Regions from separate parts of the Oryctolagus cuniculus genome. Here region 1 is linked to region 2. Evidence: chromatin contacts called from public Micro-C data. All regions are on one chromosome and are shown on one strand. The core of a region is the stretch at or near the end of the contact, and the rest is flanking DNA. Distances in the headings are between cores, read along the strand shown. Region 1 overlaps PRKCH (protein kinase C eta). Region 2 overlaps PRKCH (protein kinase C eta).

What was found. Hi-C and Micro-C count contacts between places; a contact is called where the count stands out from the background.
Region 1: a Micro-C map of ear pinna shows a contact between it and region 2, with 2.2 times the contacts expected there. The contact joins two enhancer-like sites. A contact is called at or near these places in 2 of 6 Hi-C or Micro-C datasets (ear pinna and an unstated tissue).

What each region holds. Positions count from the first base shown.
Region 1 is chr20:9,089,093-9,092,121 of mOryCun1.1, forward strand. All of the region lies in intron 9 of PRKCH (protein kinase C eta), which reads right to left. Among named protein-coding and RNA genes, the nearest start is that of PRKCH, 180 kb to the right of the region's middle. Within about 2 kb of position 1,624, at least 3 of the 8 cell types and tissues checked have an H3K27ac peak or open chromatin away from gene starts, as enhancers often do. A contact at or near this core is called in ear pinna, where this site is marked.
Region 2 is chr20:9,009,240-9,012,220 of mOryCun1.1, forward strand. All of the region lies in intron 12 of PRKCH (protein kinase C eta), which reads right to left. Among named protein-coding and RNA genes, the nearest start is that of HIF1A, 190 kb to the left of the region's middle. Within about 2 kb of position 1,347, at least 2 of the 8 cell types and tissues checked have an H3K27ac peak or open chromatin away from gene starts, as enhancers often do. A contact at or near this core is called in ear pinna, where this site is marked.

The DNA.
Region 1 (3,029 bases), core at 374-2,873, 80 kb after region 2:
AAGGATGATGTCGCCGGCGACAAGGCCAGTTAGAACCCAGCGACCGCAACAGAAAACAGGCCACTGCTTCAGACCCTTTTGTGACACCCGATACCTTGGCAGTCCTACCCAGAGACACAGAGCCAAAGGAACAGCTTGGACTTCAGCTTCTCTTCTCTCCCATTCATTCTCCTGGCCTTTTTTAGCCAAAGAAAGTTGGAAAGCCTGCTGGCCCGAGAGGACAGGGGCAAGGGTCCCAAGAATGGCATCTTCCTCCTGCAGGTGCAGAGCCTGGGACTGGTCTCAGCACGCTGCACCCTCGGGGTCAGTGGCGGACAGGAAGGTGGGTCACGCAGCGTCAAACCAAGAACTCCAAAAAGGCTTACGGAGAGAGGAAATTCAAAGATACATTTATTTTGGTGCAAAACATTTTTGGAATGCATGCGTACTTTTTTTTTTTTTTAAATACATATTTCCGTGGACTTTTTGAGGACTGCCTCATACACTCACAATAAATGATGGAAAACAAAGATGAATAGGATTTAATAAGCTGGGAACACGCAGAGAACAGAGAACGCCGCGCTCTGGCTTGCTTTCTATTTTGATCTGAGCCCGAGGCAAACGGCAGCCAATGACCCACAAGCAGAGCAAATCCCGTCTGTGGCCGCTCAGGGAAAGGAGAAAACCTAGTTCCAGACGGATCGGAGGAAACAGCCTTCGGTTTTTCATAAAAGGCCAAAGAGTCCACGTTGCGGAGAAGCGCCTTTATCCCTGGCCACTGACGCCATGCTTTCCCGGTGCTTCCTATTTGTGGCGTAAGGGAAATGACAGGGATATTAGCAGGCTGGGCAACTGCTCAGAAGACGCTCACTGACCTGGCTTTGCCGTGGGATCTGGGGCACGTGGGGGTACCTCTCTGGACCTAAGCGGCCAGAAATGGACAGTGAGGAGGGGAGCATTGCCCCCCCTCCCACCCCGCCTCCTGGCTTGCTTTGGGGATTCAATGAAGTACTTCCTGTGAGATACAAGGTGTGCTGTTAGAGGCGCTGGCAGTGAGCGTGAGCACCGGGAACCCACGCCAGGGCCTCAGGGAGCTGCGATTCCATCCCTCGCCCACCCCTGCGGCAGAGCTGGCACCGCGCAGGCTGCGATAATCAACCAGCTGCTGGACGCTGGCCTCGCAGCGCCCCGGTCTCTGCGGAGGGAGAGTCTCCCAGCTTTCCGGCTGCACTTCCCCACCTCTCCTAACCCGCAGTCACACAGTCTTTCCCCCAGGAAGTCACAGCAAACTCAGGAGCTTCGGGGAAGCAGCGCTCCGGGTGCCGCCTCCTCCTCCTCCCCAGTACGCCGTTGGCAGCAGCTCAGTGCACAAACCTGGCCTGGCCCCATGCCAGACGCCCTGTGACCACGTGCAGAGAGGAAAAGCAAGCTGAGGGGGCTAGGAAGTGGTCAGGGCCCTGAGCAATGCAGGGCAGGCTGTGGCCTTCCCGGGCCAAAGAGCGCTTCCATAGGGACTCCTCCATTGGGCTGCGAGGCAAGGATAGGAAGCTTGCAACAATTTTTATTTATGTATTCTCATTTTCTTTAAGAGAGAGAGAGAGAGAAATCTATCCACTGGTTCACTTGCCAAATGCCCACCATAGCCAGGGCTGAGCCAGGACAAAGCCAGGAACATGGAACCCAATCTGGGTCTCCCATGTGGGTGGCAGGGACATAACCGCTTGAACCATCACTGCTGCCTCCCAAGGTCTGCATTAACAGGAAGCTGGAATGGAGAGGACAGCCAGGACTTGAACCCAGACCCTCTGATATGGGATACATACATCCCAAGTGGCATTTAAAAAAAAAAAAAGTATTTATTTGAAAGGCAGAATTATAGAGACAAAGTAGGAGCTACAGAGAGATTTTCCATCTACTGGCTTATTCCCCAAATGGCTACAGAGGCCAAGACTGGGCTGGATCAAAGCCAGGAGCCAGGAACTCCACCGGGGTTTCCCACATGGGTGGCAGGGAGCCAAGCCCCTGTGATATCCTCTGCCACTTTCCCAAGTGCTTTAGCAGGGAGCTGGATGGGAAGTGGAGCAGCCGGGACTTGAATTGGCACCCATATGGCATGCAGGCATCACCACAGGCCACGGCTTAAACCACTGAGCCATAATACCCCCTCAGCTCCCCCGCACAAATGGCATCTTAACCCCAGGACCAAGCGCCCAGCTCAGAACACAGATTTAGGTGGAGGCCCTTATCCGGAGAAAACAAAGGGCAGGTGGCCCTCAAGAAAGAACTAGAAGGCAGCTAAGAAGTAGAACTCAGTGCCTGAGTGCTACCAGCCGCGGGCACCTGCTTGAGTGTGAGGTTCATTCCCGGGCCACACGATGCCACAAGGGGAGACGCCCTGTCCCCATGCTGCCAGTGACTCTCCTCCCGTCCCTGAAGTCTACTGAAATCATCCTGCAGCACCATGGGATTGTGTTCCTGGGGCTCCTGATGCCTGAACCTTCACACACTGCATGGCCGGACATCTCGGGAGAGGCTTCCGATGCAAAGCCCCGGCCCCGCCAGGATCCACCCCTGGGGGCTGCTCCATGAGGACGCCAAGTCAGGAGCCGGGAGAGAGAAAGAGAGAACGATGAGCGGAGAGGACCCCTGGGCCTCTGGCCCTGCAGAGCCGGGTCTGCGTGTCCTGGGCCCACCGGGACGCACCAGATGTGCGCACAGACAAGCCCTGTCCCAGGTAAGGAGGAGCTGGCCTTGGCTCAGCTCCCTGGGCTCCCAATCCCTTATGACACTTGCTGCTGCTTTCCCAAGGGCCTGGGTGACAGCCAGCTCTTGGGCACCTGCCACAGAGTGTCCAGCATTTTCCAAATGGAACCTTTGCTCCAATAAACTGGACTAAAGCCTGGCACCCGTGCTTACTGCGCCACGCCCCCTTCCCGCCACTGCCGGCTCTGGCTGTCTTTGTTCTCACCTCACCTCCTCCCTCGCCCGTCTGTCCGTCTGTCTGTCTGTCCCTCTCTGTCTACCTCCTCCCAGTGCCACTCAGCTGACGG
Region 2 (2,981 bases), core at 97-2,596:
TGGTGATCCGATGGCAGGAGCCAGGTACTTATCCTGGTCTCCCATGGGGTGCAGGGCCCAAGCACTTGGGCCATCCTCCATTGCACTCCCTGGCCACAGCAGAGAGCTGGCCTGGAAGAGGGGCAACCGGGATAGAATCTGGAGCCCCGACCGGGACTAGAACCCGGGGTGCCGGCGCTGCAAGGCGGAGGATTAGCCTATTGAGCCGCGGCGCTGGCCAAGAGTGCTACAGTTCTACTACCTGTGTTTGCTTACCAATTCCGGCGTGGAGGAGCTGTGTGACCTTGGACAACTATACTAACTTCTCTGGGCCTCAGATTCCTCATTTATAATATGGAGATTTTCCTGTTCTTTATAGAGTTAGGATGAGTAATTGCCATCAACACGGCAAAGTGCTTGGAAAAAGGAAGCCCTCCAGAAATAGCGATATTCCTGAGTGCCTTGTCAAACCATCTGGAAGTCCACCCTGCTCTACCCAAAGGCAGAGGCATGGGTTGGAGGCCTCTGGGAGGCTAAACTCTGAGGTCAGCCCTGACCCCGAGGCCTGACTGGTCTCCCAGTCATTCCTCTGTGCAGCCAGGAGAGGCAGAATAAGGTTGGTCTCTGTGTTCACAGTCCCAGGTTCCAATGGTGACATGGCCGCAAGGGTCCTTGGAAAACCGCAGATCTTCTCTAAGGGTCTTAAGACAGTAGCACAAACAATGCTGAGGCTTTCACGTGCAGTTGTATCTGTGTGAAAACAGAAGGGGGATACTGCGTGCAGAAAGGGGGGTGCGATCCAGCGACTTGCAGTTGTCACGGGTTCTGGATGACAGAGTTTAAGTCGATCCTGTGTAAGTCTTGAGACAACAGGACTTTGAAACTCATCAAAATGTAAGTGATCGCTGACATATCTTTTCCTTTCCCAAAATCTGATTTCGTAGAAAGAGAACTATCTGTATAGACAGAGCAATGAGACATTTAATAAGATTTTCTTCCGGGAGCCAGAGAACAGTGCATTTCCTTCCTAATAGCTGGCTTTCGCTGTTGGGCAAAGAAAATGACCTTGCCCTTTCATTCAATTCAGACATTAAACAAAGGACAGAGCTGGCAGTGGCGAGCCAGGAGGGGAGGAAACCAGGCCACGGGACATTCCTGATTCCATCAATATTCCAGGGAGAGCTGCTGAATGGCAAGAAGGCATTTACGGCTCTCAGCAGAGTCCTGGGGAAGGCAGAGTAGAGAAAGGGCACAGGGCACAGAACAGAGCGTGGCTCACGGCCGGGATAGCCAACCCCACCACCAGAGCACAGCCTGGCTGCCCCTGGGGGCTGACCAAGTGCCTGCCCGGGAGCGAGCTGCAGGCACGTGCGTGTCTTTTGCTCCTGGTGTAGGGAGAGTCTGACCCGGTTAGGAAGCCCATCGCCGGCCCCTCTTGTCTCACACCCCTTCGGGCTGGCTGCAGGACAGGGCTGGGCATGTGAGGGAGGCATGGGGCAGCCTGGGTCGGGAAGAGTCAGCAGGGCTTTGAGCTGGCACTGCTGAGTCACTTTTCCAGAAGAAAAGCCAGAGCCACACAACCTCGCTTGAGCTGTGGCCGAAGACAATCTGCTGGGGGGGTGGGGGTGCGGAAGGGGCTTGGCAGGGCGGAAAGGGGGCAGCTTGGCGGAGATGAGCCGAATGAATCCTCCCAAGCACAGCTCCGAGACAGAGCGAGGCTGCTCTGCAACACGGGAAGCACCAAAGATGGGGAGTTGCTCTAACCTGCTCAGATTCCACCGGGACGGAATTTGCCAGGCTGGGCAGGACTGGGGAATCCGCATACTCTCCACAAAGAGGCCACCCTGCGGGGTGTCACTCAGCACTGGATTGGAAAAGGCAGCTGCAGGGGAGGGGTGAGGGTGGAGGAAACAATGAAACCATTTTCGGGGAAGTTATAGCTTAGTAAGCCCCGGCCATTAGTGCACTTGGAGGGTACCTCAGAAAGTGCATGCACACGGACTGAAAACATTTATCTCGGTGCAAACCCATGCACACAAGGCGTCTCCCAGAAATGAAGGAAAAACGTGTCCAGCTAGGATGCCTGCATCCCATTTCGAAGCTCCTATTCCTGACCCCTAGCTCCAGACTCCAGTCTCCTGCCAGTGCAGACTGGGAGGTAGCAGCGATGGCTCAAGTGACTGTGTGTGTCCCTGCCACCCACACGGGAGACGGGAGACGTGGATTGAATTCAAGGCTCCTAGCTTGGGCCCTGGCCCAGCCAGGGCTGTTGTTGTGGGCAGTTAGGGAGTGAATCTGTGGATGCAACATTGTCTCTGTCTTGCAAACAAATAAATAAACATTGTAAAGGACACAATTCAATGCCATTAAATAATGGGAGGCATACAAAGGTTTCCCTGGGAATATCCCCAGCACAACCTGATGGACTTGTCTGAAATGGTGGGAGGAGAGACCAGTGCCCACGGTCTATGTCAATACCAGGAGTCTATAATTGACGCTTTCTTCTCTTTCGATTTATCATCAATATTCTGGGAGAATAAAGCTGACATCCTGAAGATGACCATCCCTCCCTCGATCATAGATGCCACAAACTCCTTGGGTCCAAAGCGAACCTGTCTTTATAAAAGGGATGAAAGGAAATAAAGCCTGCTCGGGTGCTCATCCCTGAGGATGCGGGTGTGTGAGAACCCCAGCAGCTCCGCACCTTCCCTCCCTGGCAGGCGTCAGAGACCTCCATCTGTGAGACCTCAGAGACACTCCGTACTGCATTTCTTCCTATCGAAACCCCGCACGATAAACGCCCTGTGGCGACCTCGTCCTTCAGTGGGGCAGGAGCCACACAGAAACCAGCAGTGGGATTGTTGGCTGTGTTTTCCAAGCTGTCTGTGATGAGAATCTAGCAGCTGGGGCCAGCACTGTGGTGTATCGGGTAAAGCCACTGCCTGCAGTGCTGGCATCCCATATGGGCACCAGTTCGAGTCCTGGCTGCTCCATTTCCACTC